3 separate regions of the Mus musculus genome follow, and all the other regions are linked to region 1. A link is a contact called in public Micro-C and promoter capture Hi-C data. All regions are on one chromosome and are shown on one strand. Each heading gives the region's core, a stretch centred on a gene start, on an enhancer-like site or on the middle of the called end of the contact. The rest is flanking DNA. Distances are from core to core; before and after follow the strand shown. Region 1 holds the start of Shisa3 (shisa family member 3). Region 2 holds the start of Uchl1 (ubiquitin carboxy-terminal hydrolase L1). Region 3 holds the start of Limch1 (LIM and calponin homology domains 1).

The links. Promoter capture Hi-C pulls out the DNA fragments that hold promoters and counts their contacts. A called contact is a pair of places that touch in the nucleus more often than the background predicts.
Region 2: a promoter capture Hi-C map of liver shows a contact between it and region 1, with 2.1 times the contacts expected there. The contact joins the promoter of Uchl1 here to the promoter of Shisa3 in region 1. A contact is called at or near these places in 5 of 39 promoter capture datasets (the HPC-7 cell line, cranial neural crest, hippocampal neurons and 1 more).
Region 3: a contact with region 1 is called in a Micro-C map of embryonic stem cells, with 9 times the contacts expected there. The contact joins the promoter of Limch1 here to the promoter of Shisa3 in region 1. A contact is called at or near these places in 1 of 39 promoter capture datasets (embryonic stem cells) and 1 of 484 Hi-C or Micro-C datasets (embryonic stem cells).

The regions. Positions count from the first base shown.
Region 1 is chr5:67,605,007-67,610,152 of GRCm38.p6, forward strand. Shisa3 (shisa family member 3) reads left to right here and starts at 2,877. Exons shown (of 2, transcript NM_001033415.3): 1 at 2,877-3,678. The coding sequence starts at 3,402.
Region 2 is chr5:66,672,943-66,678,088 of GRCm38.p6, forward strand. Uchl1 (ubiquitin carboxy-terminal hydrolase L1) reads left to right here and starts at 3,179. Exons shown (of 9, transcript NM_011670.2): 1 at 3,179-3,380; 2 at 3,494-3,505; 3 at 4,002-4,130. The coding sequence starts at 3,348. It overlaps Uchl1os (ubiquitin carboxy-terminal hydrolase L1, opposite strand), which reads right to left and starts at 3,555. Exons shown (of 5, transcript NR_102714.1): 1 at 3,120-3,555.
Region 3 is chr5:66,742,768-66,747,913 of GRCm38.p6, forward strand. Limch1 (LIM and calponin homology domains 1) reads left to right here and starts at 3,122. Exons shown (of 26, transcript NM_001001980.3): 1 at 3,122-3,238. The coding sequence starts at 3,143.

The sequences.
Region 1 (5,146 bases), core at 1,627-4,126:
GTGGGATTGCAATCTTGTGCAACCACTCTGGAAGTCAGTCTGGAGGTTCCTCAGAAAGTTGAACATAGTACTACTGGAGGATCCCGCAATATCTCTCCTGGGCATATACCCAGAAGATGCTCCAACTGGTAAGAAGAACACATGCTCCACTATGTTCATAGCAGCCTTATTTATAATAGCTAGAAGCTGGTTTATTTTTTTTTTATTTCTGCATAAAACAGAGTTGTGATTCTGCCATCCACCGTCCCTTTACTCAGCTGAAATTATCAGCCTGCTGCCATCTCATCTTCTCTGGGTTTTTCCTTTTTTCTTCTCCCTCTCCTTCCCCCCTGAACTCCCCCCCCCCACCTTTCTAGTGTTTAATAAAGAAAAACCCTAGACATCATACCATGTAGCTCATTTCCGATAGAAATTTCCTGAAGACCACAAGAGAGAATAGGCTGGGAAAGTGATTTCTTAAGATTGTGTTATTCACAAAAATAGGGGCTTTTTGTTACTGAGACAGGGAGAAATGTAACATGTCTAAAACATGTACATGATACTGTGGGTGTGGAGTTTTGGTCACCTTTCTCCAGGGCACTCTCCCAAAGGCTTTGGGGAGGGAGTCTCTGGAGACTTATAAATCTTTACTAGGAAAATAAAAACAAAATCTTTGAAATCGCAGATATTTGTAAGCCCACAAAGAGGCAAATATCTTTCTGAGAGCATTGTTTATGACTTTAAAGGCTATCAATGTGTAAAGTTTGAGGGAATCTTTCAGCACAAGCACCCCTCACCTATCCGTCCCTCTCCTAACCTGAGGGGCTGCTTATTGTAACCTGAAATCAGTCTGGATCCAGGACGCAAGAGAGAAAAGCACAATGCACGGTTGTTTTAGTGTTTGCAACTTCTCAGATTTATGGAGTATCAACTTATTTAGAAGTTTGGTTATTTTCCATTAGCAAATATCATCCAACTAAATTTGAGCAGAGCACCCTCTGAATAAGTCAAATAGACAAGGGCTCTAAATGAGGAAATTAATTATAGCCAGTGTCCCAGGGAAAAGAACCCCTCTGTGGCACAGAGAAATGTAATTAATGGGAGGGAAGTGCCAACAAATCACTCCTTAAAATATTAACGCTATCAAAGAACAGCTGGAGAAGGAGGAAACTTGACCCTTGGGGGACTGATGGAGGGGCCGTGGCTGCTGTACAGTTTCACACAGTTGTGATGTAATGAAATTCCTCAAATCGTAACTTAAAAAAAAAAAGATATTAAGTAGTGTGGCTCTGGAAAAGTTATTAAGCGTTAGTGTGTCTTCGAGTTTGATTATTTTATTATGATCCTTGTAGCTCATATTTGCTGTGGTTTTAAATCTTTTTCTCTTTATTTTCCTGAAAACAAAACCAACCTCCCTGCTGCCCCTAAAAAACTGGTTTGGTTTTTTGTTGTTTTTTGTTTGTTTGTTTGTTTGTTTTAAGCAGCCTGAAAGCCCGGTGACAGCATTTTTTTTCCTATATAAATAAAAATCCATTAACCACGAAATTTCTACTCCACATGCTTCAATTAAATTCTTAGTTAAGGAAATTTGTTTGCCTAAATGTAATTTGGCTTTACTTAACAGTTTGATAACTTATTATTGCCCCCCAAACATTTATTGTGGAGCAATGCAGTTATAATTTTACACAGTCCTACTCAGTAGTGGCGTGTTGGGTATTTATTTTTATATTTAAATAACAATCTCAATATTTAAGACCTGAAGCTAGGAGTGGTTCTTTACCCGGGATGGAATTTAATTTAGATACTTAAAAATAAACCGTTTTATTCAGCACCGAAGTTTTTCTAGAAGCCTCTGGGACCGTGGGCAAGCTGCGGGTGTAATAAATACTTCTGACCGCGTATACTTGTGTTGGCGGTGCTCTGACAAGTTCTTCCATTTGTTTCAGGAGACTTGCTAATATCTAAATCGGTGACAGGGTGTTCAAAGCGTTTGACAAACCGTGTGGCTGAGACGAACGTCCTCACACGTACCGAACCAATAAACCCCGGAGAGGAAACACAGGTTGCAATAAAAATAAAGTCTTGAGGTTAGCACCGGTTTCACGTAACTCTGGCTTCACAAGGCTCTCCCTCGGCTAGAGGAGCCATGCCCTGCAAACAGCCCACAGGGGACACATCATTTAAATAAATGTGTTTCTTTGCCCGAACAGAAGTTCAGATAGGCTCGATTATCATTAATTCTGCTCTTTTATTTCCTTTGCGGGCGCGGAACACCGAAATCCTGGCCTTTGAAGTGAGGCTGGCGGGGCTGACCCGGGTCCTCCCCGGCGCCGGCTCAGCGGTGCGGGAAGGAGGCGCCTGAGCGTGAACTCGTGGAAGCTGGAAAGGAGGGGTGAAGGGGTGGGAGTGAGGTGCAAATGTTGGTGACCCTAAAAATCAGGTTATCGGAATCGAACGAATCCTCAGAATCGGCGGCCCAGGGACAAACTGAGTCTGTGCACAAGCCGACAGAACAGTTAGGGGACTTCAGACGCCACGCTCGTTTTTTAAAAGAAACCCGTGGAACTCAAGCGCGGCGCAAGTCCCCTCGTGAGCTGGCAGGCGTGGACGGAAGCGGGACCGTAGTCTTCCTCATCCTTCTGCAGGTTTTCCCCTGGCTATGTGACAGCTAGGTGGCAGGCTCGGCCTGGTCCCCTCGGGGTCACCGCCAAGGCCCGGGGTAGCGCCGTGGGTGGGGGCGGAGGGGAGACGCGCGTGAACCTGCGGGCGTGCGGACCGCATCGCGGTGCACCCGCTGTGATTAGCTCGCGCGGCGACCCCGGAGGGCGGACTTTCCTCACCCTCGAGTCTCCTCCTCCCTCTGCCTTTTTAAGGGACGCCCTCCAGGCAGAGCTGTCAGCCACCCCAGGCCCTCTGCACTTGGCCGCGACTGGGCTGTCTCCCGCCTGCGTGACAGTCAGGGGCGGGAGCGGAATTAGCCGTTGGTCCCCGAGACCTGCACGTGGAGAGCCAAGCTCAGTTCCCGGCTCTGCCGGGTACCGGGCGACAGCCCACGATTGGGACATTGCCCGGCCCTGGAGTTGGTCGTTCAGGGCTCGACGGCCCGCAAGAATAGCGGCCTGGCCCCGGGTGCTCCTAGCGCGATGAGCCTGGCTAAAGGCGGCCGCTGCTTCAGTCGCAGCCTACGCGGTGGCCTCCCGCGATCCCTGGTCCCCTCACCCTCGCGCACCATGCTGTCCTCCGGCCAGCGGAGCCCGCAGAGCAGCCCACGCCTCCTGCCCAGCCGCTGCTAACCCACGAGAACGCGTTCTTGACCGGGAGGTCAACCGGCCGCGTGGTGCCTCGGGGAGGCGGAACCTTGGTCCCCCGGAGCTCCGGCTCCGCCCTCGGATTCTCCAGCTGCCACCGGGCGCGGGGCGGCGATGGGGGCGCTGCTGGCGTTCTGTCTGCTCGTGGGCTTGCTACGTTGGGGCCCGGCGGGCGCGCAGCAGCCTGGGGAATACTGCCACGGCTGGGTGGACGCGCAGGGCAACTATCACGAGGGGTTCCAGTGCCCCGAGGACTTCGACACGCAGGACGCCACCATCTGCTGCGGCTCGTGTGCGCTGCGCTACTGCTGCGCGGCAGCCGACGCCAGGTTGGAGCAGGGGGGCTGCACCAACGACCGCGGAGAGCTGGAGCATCCTGGCATCACCGCGCGTAAGTGCGGCATCCCTGGGCGGACATGGCTCGCCCACCCGACACAGGCACGCCTTACTAGCTCGGGCCACAAAGTGGACCACCTCTGGGTCTGGGGATTGAAGAAAAAGAGGGTGATCGTATTTCAGGTCAGGGGTCCTATCGCTTTGCAGTTTGGGTCCCGGCTGCACGTGATGCCCATGGTTCGGCCCTAGGGAAAGTTTGCAAGGGTTCGCAGGAACTGCTGGTCTGGCGGGAACCTGGTGCTTCTAGGGTAGACAGCTGGAGCTAGGTTGGGTTTCCTGGGCGCTCTGGTCAAGTGGGGGAACTCCGGAAGTGCGGGTGCCAGGGAACTCGACTCTGATCACCCCCTTATTTTCTTTTGTCGAGTAGTAGCATTTCGTCACTCTTCCAACTTCCTTACAATTCTCTGCATCCAATTACCCTCTCTAGTCCACCCCCTATTGTCACGCTTTTCAGAAACACCCAAGTCTTTGGAGGTGAGGATTTAAAATTCCGGGTCACAGGGATTTCTCAGGCCCCCTATTCTCACGTCGGAAAACACGGGTCAAATTTCCGCTCACTTGTCCACTTGCTCACTTAAGAGGTGAATAAATCAGGACCCCAGCTGAGGAAATTTACACCTTGAAAAAAAAGTTTTCCACTTGAGTTGGAACATCAGGGAAACCTTTTAAGGCTCAAGGCGAAGGTTTTACTGCCAGGAAACCCGAGAAGTGTGTGGAGCTGAGAGCCTGTGTCTCCCCAGGACTGGGAGGTGGCAGTGTGGGGCCTGCACACTCTGATCCCCAGAAAGACAGGGAGAGAGAAGCAGGTCCTGTCGTCCAAATGATAACTGAGAGGAGGGAGGGGTCAGCATCAAACAGGGTTTTCCTCTGGGGTTTAATTTTGGCGGGGAGGGGAGAGTGTTAAAAAGCCCACTTCTGAGGACCTGGGAAGTAGTTTCTAGACTACATAGCAGAAAGCAGGAACTCAGGGCTATCTTAGCATGTTAGAAAAACCAAACTTCTCTGCTTCTCTAGGCAATGCTAAGCCTGCCTCCTGAGTCGGGAGGGGGGTTGTTCTCCAAAACAGAGACTAGAGGATTGGAGCATTCTCCCCACTTACTGAGTCTGAGATCAGGCCAAACCAGATGGATAGTGCTCTGCCTCCTGCCAGCACTTTAACCTCTGGTGACTTAACTACGCTGGGCCATTTTTCGAATTTAAAACGGGCATATTGCCATCAAAGAGTCAGTTTATTGATGACAGTAGCATACAGCTGTTTGACTCCAGTGCACAGGGAGTGCAGGCCAACTTCACCTGGCCTTCTATACCACTGGTACTCACACAGAGACGGAGACAGGGGGGTGGGGGGTGTAAGGGATGCCGAAGAGCTCACAGTTAGCAGCCCATGGGTAGCTGCTACCTGTCCTACCCTGGCTGAGTCTTTAGAAAATATATGTATTTATATCTGGATAAGAGGGAGTTGC
Region 2 (5,146 bases), core at 1,929-4,428, 930 kb before region 1:
CTTTAATCCCACACTTGGAAGGCAGAGGCAGTGCATCTAGGCAAGTTCAAGGCCAGATTGGTCTACATAGTGTATTCCAGGCCAAGCAAAGCAACACAGTAAGACCTGTCTCCAAAACATTCTTTAGTTTTCACTCTTTTTCTCACATACTACTCAAAAAGTCGGGTACTACACTCAATAATTCATGTTTAATTGATTTAAAGTTTTTCCTTATGATTTTTGTGTGCTAAATTTAATCAACTTGTGCCATGGGTATGCAACAGGACCTTGCTAAGTTTCCCAGGCTGGCCTTGAACTTGCTAGGTAGCCCAGGATAACTCTACATTTATGATTCTTTTGATTCAGCCTCTTAAGTGTTAGCATTACCATGTTCATCTTGTATATTTAATTTTAAATAGTTATCAAAATGTTGTAATTTTTTTTCAGTTGTCATTTTTCCAAATTCACAATGTTGTAACTGTAGAATTACCAGGGAAAAAGAATTACTCCACTGACCAATTGCACTGTAATGGACGTGCATGTAATTGACATGTAGAGCTCCGTACACATCCCTGGTATGTATGCTGACATGTCTCACCAAACTGTGTACCCATCACTACACCCCCTACCCACCTCATCTCTTTATTTTAAGCTTGTACCTTTAAATAATCCTGGCGTTTAGATTGCTGGGACTTGGTCGCAGGCGCATTCAGTAACTCAGCGCTAACATCACAGTACAGAACTGTAAAACCAACCATAACCAACCGCCACCTCAGACAGCAAATCCCGCCTGTCCAGCCAGCTTTACTGCCAAAAGAGAAGCTAAGCCCCAGCTGGCAAAGCCCATTCTACGTGCATCGTCCTATTTTCTTCTTCTTCTTCTTCTTCTTCTTCTTCTTCTTCTTCTTCTTCTTCTCCTTCTCCTTCTCCTTCTCCTTCTCCTTCTCCTTCTCCTTCTCCTTCTCCTTCTCCTTTTCTTCTTTTCTTCTTTTCTTCTTTTCTTCTTTTCTTCTTTTCTTCTTTTCTTCTTTTCTTCTTTTCTTCTTCTTCTTCTTCTTCTTCTTCTTCTTCTTCTTCTTCCTCCTCCTCCTCCTCCTCCTCCTCCTCCTGCTCCTCCTCCTTCTTTCCTGCAAGTTATACGCCCTAGAATCTGGCTAAGGTCTGTATGAAGCTTCTTGCCCACAATCTGAGCATTTCCGTTCACTCATCTCCCACGTTTGAAAGATCAGGACAAGATCTGTGTCTTCTCTCTTTGTAAGTAGAGAGTTGTTTAATTTAATGATCCATAGTTCCTAGCATATGGTTATATATATGTGTATATATATATATATATATACATACACACATACATATATACACATACATTCACATATATATGTGCATATATATGTATATAAGTATATATATGTGCATATGTGTTTATATATGTGTATATATATATCTATACACACACACACTTGTTTGTTGAATGAATAACTAAGTACCTTCCACAAAGACTTCTGGTCATGACTTCATACTGCCCTTCCTAGCTCTTCTGGCAATACCCATCCACTGCTGACTTCTGCCTGTCCATCAGCCTTAGCTTAAACGCAACTTCCTTTCATGTCTTTCTAATTCCCTCCGCTGAGTTAGGTGTTCCTTCCACACTATAAGAGCTGCAGGAAAGAAGTTTCAATATTCATTTCTGGAATCACCCAGTTCCCAAGCTCAGTGACCAGTGGGAGTAAATGCTTGCTTGTGCAGTATTTGTGATGAATGGATAAATGAAGAAAACTGGAAATGTAGTATGTCTCTGCCAAAAGACAGACATGCACACAGTCTACCCAGGTGTACTGGGTTATGTGTCCGTCTGTCTTGTATTTTTTTTTTTTATTAACTGCATTGAGATGTAATTTACATAGTATAAAATTCACTCAGAATCTTACTAATGCCTTCTTGCCTCTCACACTTGGTAAGTGAAGGTCATTTTTTTTTCCCTGATGGTGAAACTGGGAAGAAAATTGAAGTAGCACATTGCTGAGTCTAAAACAGAAAATGGACCCTTCCAGCCTCATTTACCAGGTTTTGTCTTCCTGCCTCATTTTCCAGCTGTAGCACCAAGCAAATGAACATCTCTGAACCCTGGATCCTGATGTATAAAATTTCACAAATACAATATTGGACCCTCTCAGGGTGAAATAAGATGGCCTGGTAAAGGATCCAGCTGGAGAGGCAGTGCTGTTAAAACAAGGTTGGTTCCCTCCATCCTATGCCTTGCTTACCTCGGGCTAGCAAAAAGCATGTCTGTTTTTCACCATTTGTTCTGAGCATATTTTTTAAAATACCCAACCTGCCTGCATCCTTAGCTACCTCATTCTGTGATTTAGCATCCCTGACAATTGATACAGATCTGGCCCCTCCTTCTACTCCGCCTTCAGCACAAGCGTTTGCCTTCCATCCTTTGAAATGTGCCTGTTAGAAAGAACACCCCCGCCCCCATCCCTGGAGAACCGCGGGCTCTCCTCCGTTGCTATTCCCTTTCTTCTGCGCCCAAAGTATTGTGGACCAAAATCTTATTATCCCAAACCCCTGTTCTTTGAAAAAAGGTTTCCCCTATTTTTTTTTTAAATGCTTTTTCCTTTAAGCCTCTAGTCTCAAATCATCTATCTTTTCTTTGGTCTGTTTCTAAAGTCCTCCGGCGCCCGTATTCTATGTGTCTCGCATGTACTGCTTCCCAGCGACCCACCGGTTCTTCCCCTGGAGTCACATTACATCAGCTTCACTAATGCACTCCGTATCAGATGTTTTATTCTAGGCAGTCCATTAAAAACCGAGCCTGGACACAGGTTGAATTTAACATGGAGGACAGATTGTCTAAGGTTAAGTACAAACTGTTCCGAGATGGGCGGGGGGGGGGAGGGAGGAAGACCGACAAATATTTATATTCATATTAAACACTACATATACCTGTTGATTTTGTGCTTTTTTTTCTCTCTCTCTCAATGTTTCAGAGACCCTCGAGCTTTGGAGTGATTGAGACGACAGAGGAGGGTTTCCAGAAATTTCGCTCCAAATTGAAAGCTCCCTCAAATAGGCTGCTTCATGCGCTCAAGGAACACCCACCAACAAAACCCATCTCCACAACCACCAGATTAGCTCACCGGCGAGTGAGACTGCAAGGTTTGGGGGCTTGGCTTGTACCATTCTGTGCGGTGCATGGGGGAGTTCGAGCCCTCTTGGCCTTCCTCCTCTGCTTGTTTCTGCTCCCGTCTCCCCTGCTCAGGCTTTCCCAGTGAGCGAGGCCGGCGCTTTATAACAGCAGCCTGGGCGGCTCCACCGGCTGTTTTTTCGGCTCCTCGGGTTTGTGTCTGCAGGTGCCATCCGCGAAGATGCAGCTGAAGCCGATGGAGATTAACCCCGAGGTAAGCATAGCTGCTGGGTCGCTTCGGGAGAAATAAGGCTGACCCTTAGCTACAGCTCGGTAGCTGAATCATTTAGTTTTATTATCATTTTCCTCTTTGCTTTTGGCTTTCAGATGCTGAACAAAGTGAGTGGCGCGGCGCGCAGTCTCTGTCCCTATCCTCCAAGAGCATCGTTGGAGACGCCCAGCCGGCCGCGCCCTGTGCAATGGAGGTGGCTGGGCTGGGGCGCCCAGCTGGGTGTCGTCTCTGCCCTGAGTTATCTAGGGGTTTGGGAGTGACTGAGAGATCGATCACGGGGAGGTGGCGGAGGATGGACCCGGACAGCAACGAGCGCGGGGAGCAGCTCTCGAGGGCGTGGCGACGGCCCGCGGACTCTAGTCCGAGGGCTTCGCGCGAGCCACGTGTGGGCTGAGCTTTGTGCTGTGTCACTGCGCGGCACGCAGGGTGGGACGGCGCGGAGGCTCCTCCCAGACTCGGGTGGGGACCCGTGTGTGTGTGTTTGGTGGGGGGTTGGGGAGTGGGAGGGCCGCACGAGGGATGCTCGTGCTGGCCCCGCCCCCTAGCAGGTGCCCATTATTTGTCTGGCTTTTTCGGTCTGGCTGCCCTGTCTTTTTCTTGCAGGTGTTGGCCAAGCTGGGGGTCGCCGGCCAGTGGCGCTTCGCCGACGTGCTAGGGCTGGAGGAGGAGACTCTGGGCTCAGTGCCATCCCCTGCCTGCGCCCTGCTGCTCCTGTTTCCCCTCACGGCCCAGGTAGGGAGAGGTCTGTGATGGGCGGGTCTCAGTGGATACGCAGTGTTGTGGAATGAGTTCCTACCTCACGCTGTCCCCTTTTCCTGTAGGGTCCCTGATAAGGATCCCACTTCTTAGGGTGGGAGGTGCTTGCATTTTCATCGGGGCTCTATTGTGATGTCCATTATTGCCTCAATTTGGAAGAGAAGGAGCCCATTGCGTCTAAGTCTTTTTTTCAGTTATCCAAAGAAAGATCTCCAACTTGTTTATTTTGTTTGTTTGTTTACTTATGAGCCTTGCTCCCACTTGCGGATGGCCGGTTTGTTTTTTTTTTTTTTTCCTTTTAAGGGCCGTGAGTGGGTCAGGTCCCTGGTTTGGTTCTGTTGCTCTCTCACCTGACTGTAAACTGATGAGGGCCTGGCTTGCTTAAGTCAAAAGAGCTGTCTCTTCATTTGCCACCTCCATCTGCCTCTCTGGTGGATTCTCCATTCCCCTCCCCCACCCCTCCCAGCAGGCACACTGTTGAACGTTCCTTTTAGAAAGCTGAATCACTGGTGCACAGAGCCGCGGTCTCCACCTCTCTGACCTTGTGGCTGGATGAAGTAGGGCTCCTGTGACACAGTCATAGAGACACTTCTTCATTTTCTGAAACAGTCTTCCATCTTCCACTGGGCAGGGATGCAAATGATTCAGGCTGAGCCATAGAGAAAGACAAAACTGGGGGTTATGCGTTGTCTCGCCGTGTGTGGAGCCCCAGTAAATCACTGCATCGTCTCCCTCCTGTGGGCTCTTAGCTTCCTAATGATTTAAGAGGGGATGACATTGGTAAAACTTGGAGGCATTTGCGTCTCTGCCAGATGGGATGAGGCTAATTAAATACCGTCCTGAGGGCAGGTGTTCTAGAGGCATCCTTGACCTGACCGGAACTAAGCTGTATGGGAAGTTCTAGGCCCTGCTCCTAGCAGATGGTCTCTGATGAGTTCAAACATGGAGTTTGGATGATGTCGGCGACGCGTTTTCCAGTCGGAGCTTTCATT
Region 3 (5,146 bases), core at 1,872-4,371, 860 kb before region 1:
TCCTACTGACTTGGTCAAGAGTCTAAATACTCACTTAGACGTGCCATCTAGGTCACCGGATTCCTTTCCCTCTCCTTCAGTTAAAGCCCATGCTGACAGTTCAATGTCAGTGCACTGGAGTTGTTTTATGAGCTCTTGTGTTTATGTTGGTGTCTTTCTTCCTGCAGACAAGGTCCATTCTCTTTGGAGTGCATTCCCTTAGCTCTTTGCCGCTAGTGACCCTCTTGAGCTCTGGGTTGGCATATCTTCCCCTCCCTCTGTTTTGGATGGCAGGATGCAAGGGTCAACTGGCCTGTATTTAGCACTAACTAGGGACTAAATGATTCTGTCTTTTTTGTATTTAGTCACCATGATGCTGCTGGATGGCTTGAGGCACTAATGTAAGGTGGTCTGAACAGGGGTGGAAAGGAAGTTGATCATGCTGTTATAGCAGGCCTAGAGAAAGGCTGTCTGAGTCTATGTCCTAGCTTCCTCATGTCCCCGGATTTCTCATATCAATGGGAACAGGACTAGAATAAAGTTTGGGTTGGTTACCTATTTGTATTGCAATGAGACCTATGCTTTGCTCCATTCAAATGCCATATAAGTAGTTTTCAAAGTTTATACACTGTAAGTCATCTGGCTCCCAAACAGAGAACTGTGTTTCAAGCCTGTTTTGGGTTATATCTCTGTGTTATAGTGGCAGAATTCTACCCAAACTGAATTCAGACTATTAACAGATGACAGATTTAGCTATGGTAAATACCTGCCTACCTCTAGTCACCCTCAATGACCTCTTACCAGCAGCCATTCAGAGAGATAGATCCACTGGCTTTGTGTCAATCAAGAACATTGTATTGCATAAAAGTTTCCTCTGAGATTGCAATATTACATCCTGCAGGGAAGCTCTTTAAGCAGGAAGGTAACCAACTCAAAGTAGCTTCAGGAAGTCCCTGAAACTGACCAGATTCACCAGGCCCTGACCTGACAGAGTAAGCAATAAACACTGAGTATCCCCTAAGAAGAGCAGAGCCAAGCAACAAAGAAGACTCTCCAACAAGCTGAGCTGCAAAGAAGAATCAGACCAGACCAGCTGCCTAGAAGAAGCAAGGGCCAGCAGAGCTGCCTGGAAGAAGTTTAGACCAACTGAGGCACCTGGAAAGGGTACTCTTCACCCGTTGAGCTTCCTGCAGGCTGTGCTGTGAGCTCCAGGTTCCCAGCTTTGTGAGCTGTCACCCATGCTGGGGTGAGCTTTAGTGATGCAGTTGTCTTTGAGTCCTTTCTGCGACTGTAAGTAACGTCTCACCCACGTTCCTCTAAGTAACCCAATGAAACTCATTGTTCACCAAGTTGGACTTGTATCTCATCTGCCACAGGATCCATGCCTAGTGTAAGTAGACATGTGGGTTGTGTCTTCCCAGGAAAGGTTTGTCACAACACCCTGAGCTTACTGAGCCACAGATGAAGTGACTGAGCAAAACTAAGGGGTGATAGAAGGAAGTGGGCAAAGGTGGGAAACCAGGGGGGTTTAGCATTCCTGGGCCTGAAGGGAGGAATGGGTCAAGAGGAGACAGGACCCAAGGAAAGAAGACATATGTTGCTTTAGAGTGGTGGTGTCAGTCAATCCTCAGGGAGACACCAGCGTAAATACCCAGTTTCCTTCTCCACTTGTCCCTCCTCCAGGCCTCTCCCAGCATGCTTGCCTCCCAAATGCACTGGTGCAGCCATTTCAAGAGCAACATGAGCAGCTTATTAAAAATCAACTGGCACCTTCTCTCCTCAACACAGGCCATCTCTTACCAGATAGCTCATTCTACAACATCTTTTGATTCCCATGTTTATTGTCTGCTCCCCAGTGTGAATATCGGTATTGTGAATATCTAGAGAAATACATACAGAGAACGGTGTCTCATATAGCTCAAGTTGGCTTGTGCAATGGATGACTTTGAATTTCTGATCTTCTGCTTGCACCTAGTGAGTGCTGGGATTATGAGCTTGTACTTCCAAGGACATGACGCTGGGGACAGAAAGCAGGGTGAGCTGCATGCTGGGTAAGCGTTCTACCAACTGAGCTATATCCCAGTCTAAGTGTACGTATCTTGAAGGCAAGTTCTTAGAATTGTGTCTTGCTGTGATGAAACACCATTATCAAAGCAACGGGGGAGGAAAGGGTATTGGCTTACATTTCCCTATCTCGCTGTTCCTAATCAAAGGAAATTAGGACAGGAATTCAAGCAGGGCAGGAGCTGATGCAGAGGCCATAGAAGGGTGCTGCTTGCTAGCTTGCTCTTCATGGCTTGCACAGCCTACTTTCTTATAGAATCCAGGACCACCAGCCTAGGGATGGTGCCACCCACAATGGGCTAGGCTCTCCCTCGCATTTTCTCAGTTAAGGTTCCCTTGTTTCAGATAATTCTAACATGTGTCAACTTGACATAAAACTAACCAGCACACATTTTAGGAGTTTTTGTTTGTTTGTTTGTTTGTTTGTTTTTGTTTTATCCCTCCCTGCCCCCACCCCACCCCCCATTCCCAATCCGGCAGTCCTAGGTTCCTAGCTTGGTGGTTGGAGAATAATAAGAGCTGAATAAATCCTGTGAATGAGTCAACAGGCTAAGGCCCAGGTAGCTTGCGGGGAGTCCCTCCCCTTTTAACAGAAAGATCTGGCGGTTGCCTTGTGAACACCTTAGAGTGCTGGGTCCGGAGCTGCAGCTCTAGGCCTCAGGTCTGTAGCTGGGAGGGACAGCAGGTGCCAGTCAGTCCTCCAGTTCTGCCGCAGTAGTGCTGTTTCCCCGCCCAGCTTCACCCAAGGTGCAGCTCGACCTGCTACCCAAAGTAGCCGGCCGGAGGCAGGACAAGCGGGGTGGCGGGCCGTGTTCCTCCCACGGTCCTTGCATGAGCCCGGGAAGGACGCCCGGAGCTCCTGGCAGGTTATTTTTAGTTGGGGGAGGGGACGAAGCGGCGGGCCCGGGCGCCACTGGCTGAGGTGGCCACGGTGTCCTCCGGCAGTGCGCGCCGCTGTCCTCCGGGACCTGCGCTCGGTGGGGGCGGGGAAGGCGGCTGGAGAGCGCGGCGGGCGGGAAGGGGCGGAGAGCGCGCTCCTGCGGAGGAGGCTGTGCTCATCCCGGCGGCCGAGCGCTCCAGTACTCGCCGGGCTTCGCAGATGGCTTGCCCCGCTCTCGGTCTGGAAGTCCTTCAACCCCTGCAGCCCGAACCACCTCCGGAGCCTGCCTTCGCCGAGGCACAGAAGTGGATCGAGGTAGGTGCCGCCACCGGCGGGCGGCCTTGCAGGGGCGCCCCAAGCTGCTGCCCCGAGAGCAGCGACCTCAGGTCCAGCCTTCCCCCACTTTCGTGGCCAGCTTCCCCAGGTCATCCTCCGCGGCCTTCGGAAGACTGAGATCCCTTGGCGTTGGGGCTCTGGGATGGTGGGCGTGAACAGGGGGGACACTGCGGTCTAGCTGTGCGCCCAGGGGCAAGAGGCTGTCCCCTGCGCCTTCATCCCTGCTGCCTGCGGAGCTCGCAATCTCCGCTTGGTTTGCAAGTGCTGCTACGGAAAGCGCAGTGCGAGCCGTAGCGCTGCAAAGGCTACAGGGGCTCGAGCTTCCAGAGCCCTTTGCGGGAGCCGCATTTCGGGGTGTCCCGCTCACTGCTCCACATTCCCTTGGCCTCTCTCTTCTCCCTTCCGGAGCAGAGTTGGCAGTATCACCACTGAGGCTCATACCCATCCAAGCCTCTTGGCTGTGTTCTGGCACCCGTTCAGGTGCAAGGTTGGCGCAGAGCACAGCGTAGGGGGGAACCTGCAAGACCTAGTTGTGAGTGCGCTATCCGTAGACACGCTGCCCAGCTATCGGTTGTCCCAGAGACCGCAGGGTGGGCTGCAGCAGGCCCCGTACCGGGCCAGGTTGGCACATTTCACTTCTTAAATGACTCGGTGGAAGGCCAAGGAAATCACTGGAGCTCTCGGCTCAGTCCAGGAAGCGCTCGCTGGGTGATCCTGATTCATGATGTCTATCTGCAGGTGCAGCTCAGTAGCCCTGCTATTCTGAAACAATCCGGTCTTTGGGTTCAGGACGCGTGGAGGGCGAGAGTGGGAGAGGTGATTTGTGATCCACTCTTGGAATTCCTATGAACCACCTTTTAAAATGCCTTGTAGAAGAGGAATTTGGCTAAATGGCGCGCAACCCCCTTGGCCTGAGAGTTCAAAGGAGGATGTGTGCAGCTAAGTCGTGACCAAGCAAGAATACGCTTCAGAGAACTCAGATGGTCGCTTAGCGACCCCATCCCCACCCTTGGGACAGCCCAGGTCTCCAATGTTGGTAGGGTGATAGAACTATAGGGCTGTATATTTAAACCTGCTGGGTTGCCTGCAGAGGCTATTGCTGGAAGGCTCAGCCACAGGCCGCCACCTTTCAGGGTCAACCAGCTTCATGGATGCAAAAAAGCTCCTTAGCGTTTGGAGCCATCTATTTAAAAACGGAACTAAGGAAACAATATATACCAGGCACCATTACTAAAAGTCAGGGCTGGCTTGTCTCTTGTAACTACCAGATGTAACTTACTACCAGATGAGAAAACGACGTTAGCCTCTTATTTTTGATGGAAGGCTTATTTTGATGGAAGGCTTGGAGCATGACAGGTGTTCTCTCTGAGTTTGGGGCTCACAGGCTCACTGGAGACAGTAGTGGAGAGTTGTGTGACAGCTTCTTTCAACTTCTTGAATTTTTTGGGGGGGAAATTAGCCTCTGTTTTCTCATAGGCACGTGATTTATTCCCAGTTTCTTTGATAGTAACTGATAGTAATTTATAGTAATATTGACATACATGTCCTGCCTTTAAAAGTGCATTGTGGTATAAACTCCATGCAGGATAGAATGCAAATCTGAATCTCACATCTCTGTGAATTTTGGAATATGTACACATATTTATTACATCTCCCCATAGATCAAAATATATAAAGATTTTTTTTTCCTGTTGGTATTTCAGGCTAAACATTACACAGTGTAGAACATTAGCTTTCATATCAGCTTGAGGAAAGGAAGAGACAGTTTAAGAAAGCAGAGCCGGGTTAAGCGCTAAACACAGTTTAGAATGGCTCTTGATACTTTGCCCTTTAAACCAGTCAAAGACAGTGAAAACCCAAATGGTGTGTGTGTGGCTTTAGGACCAG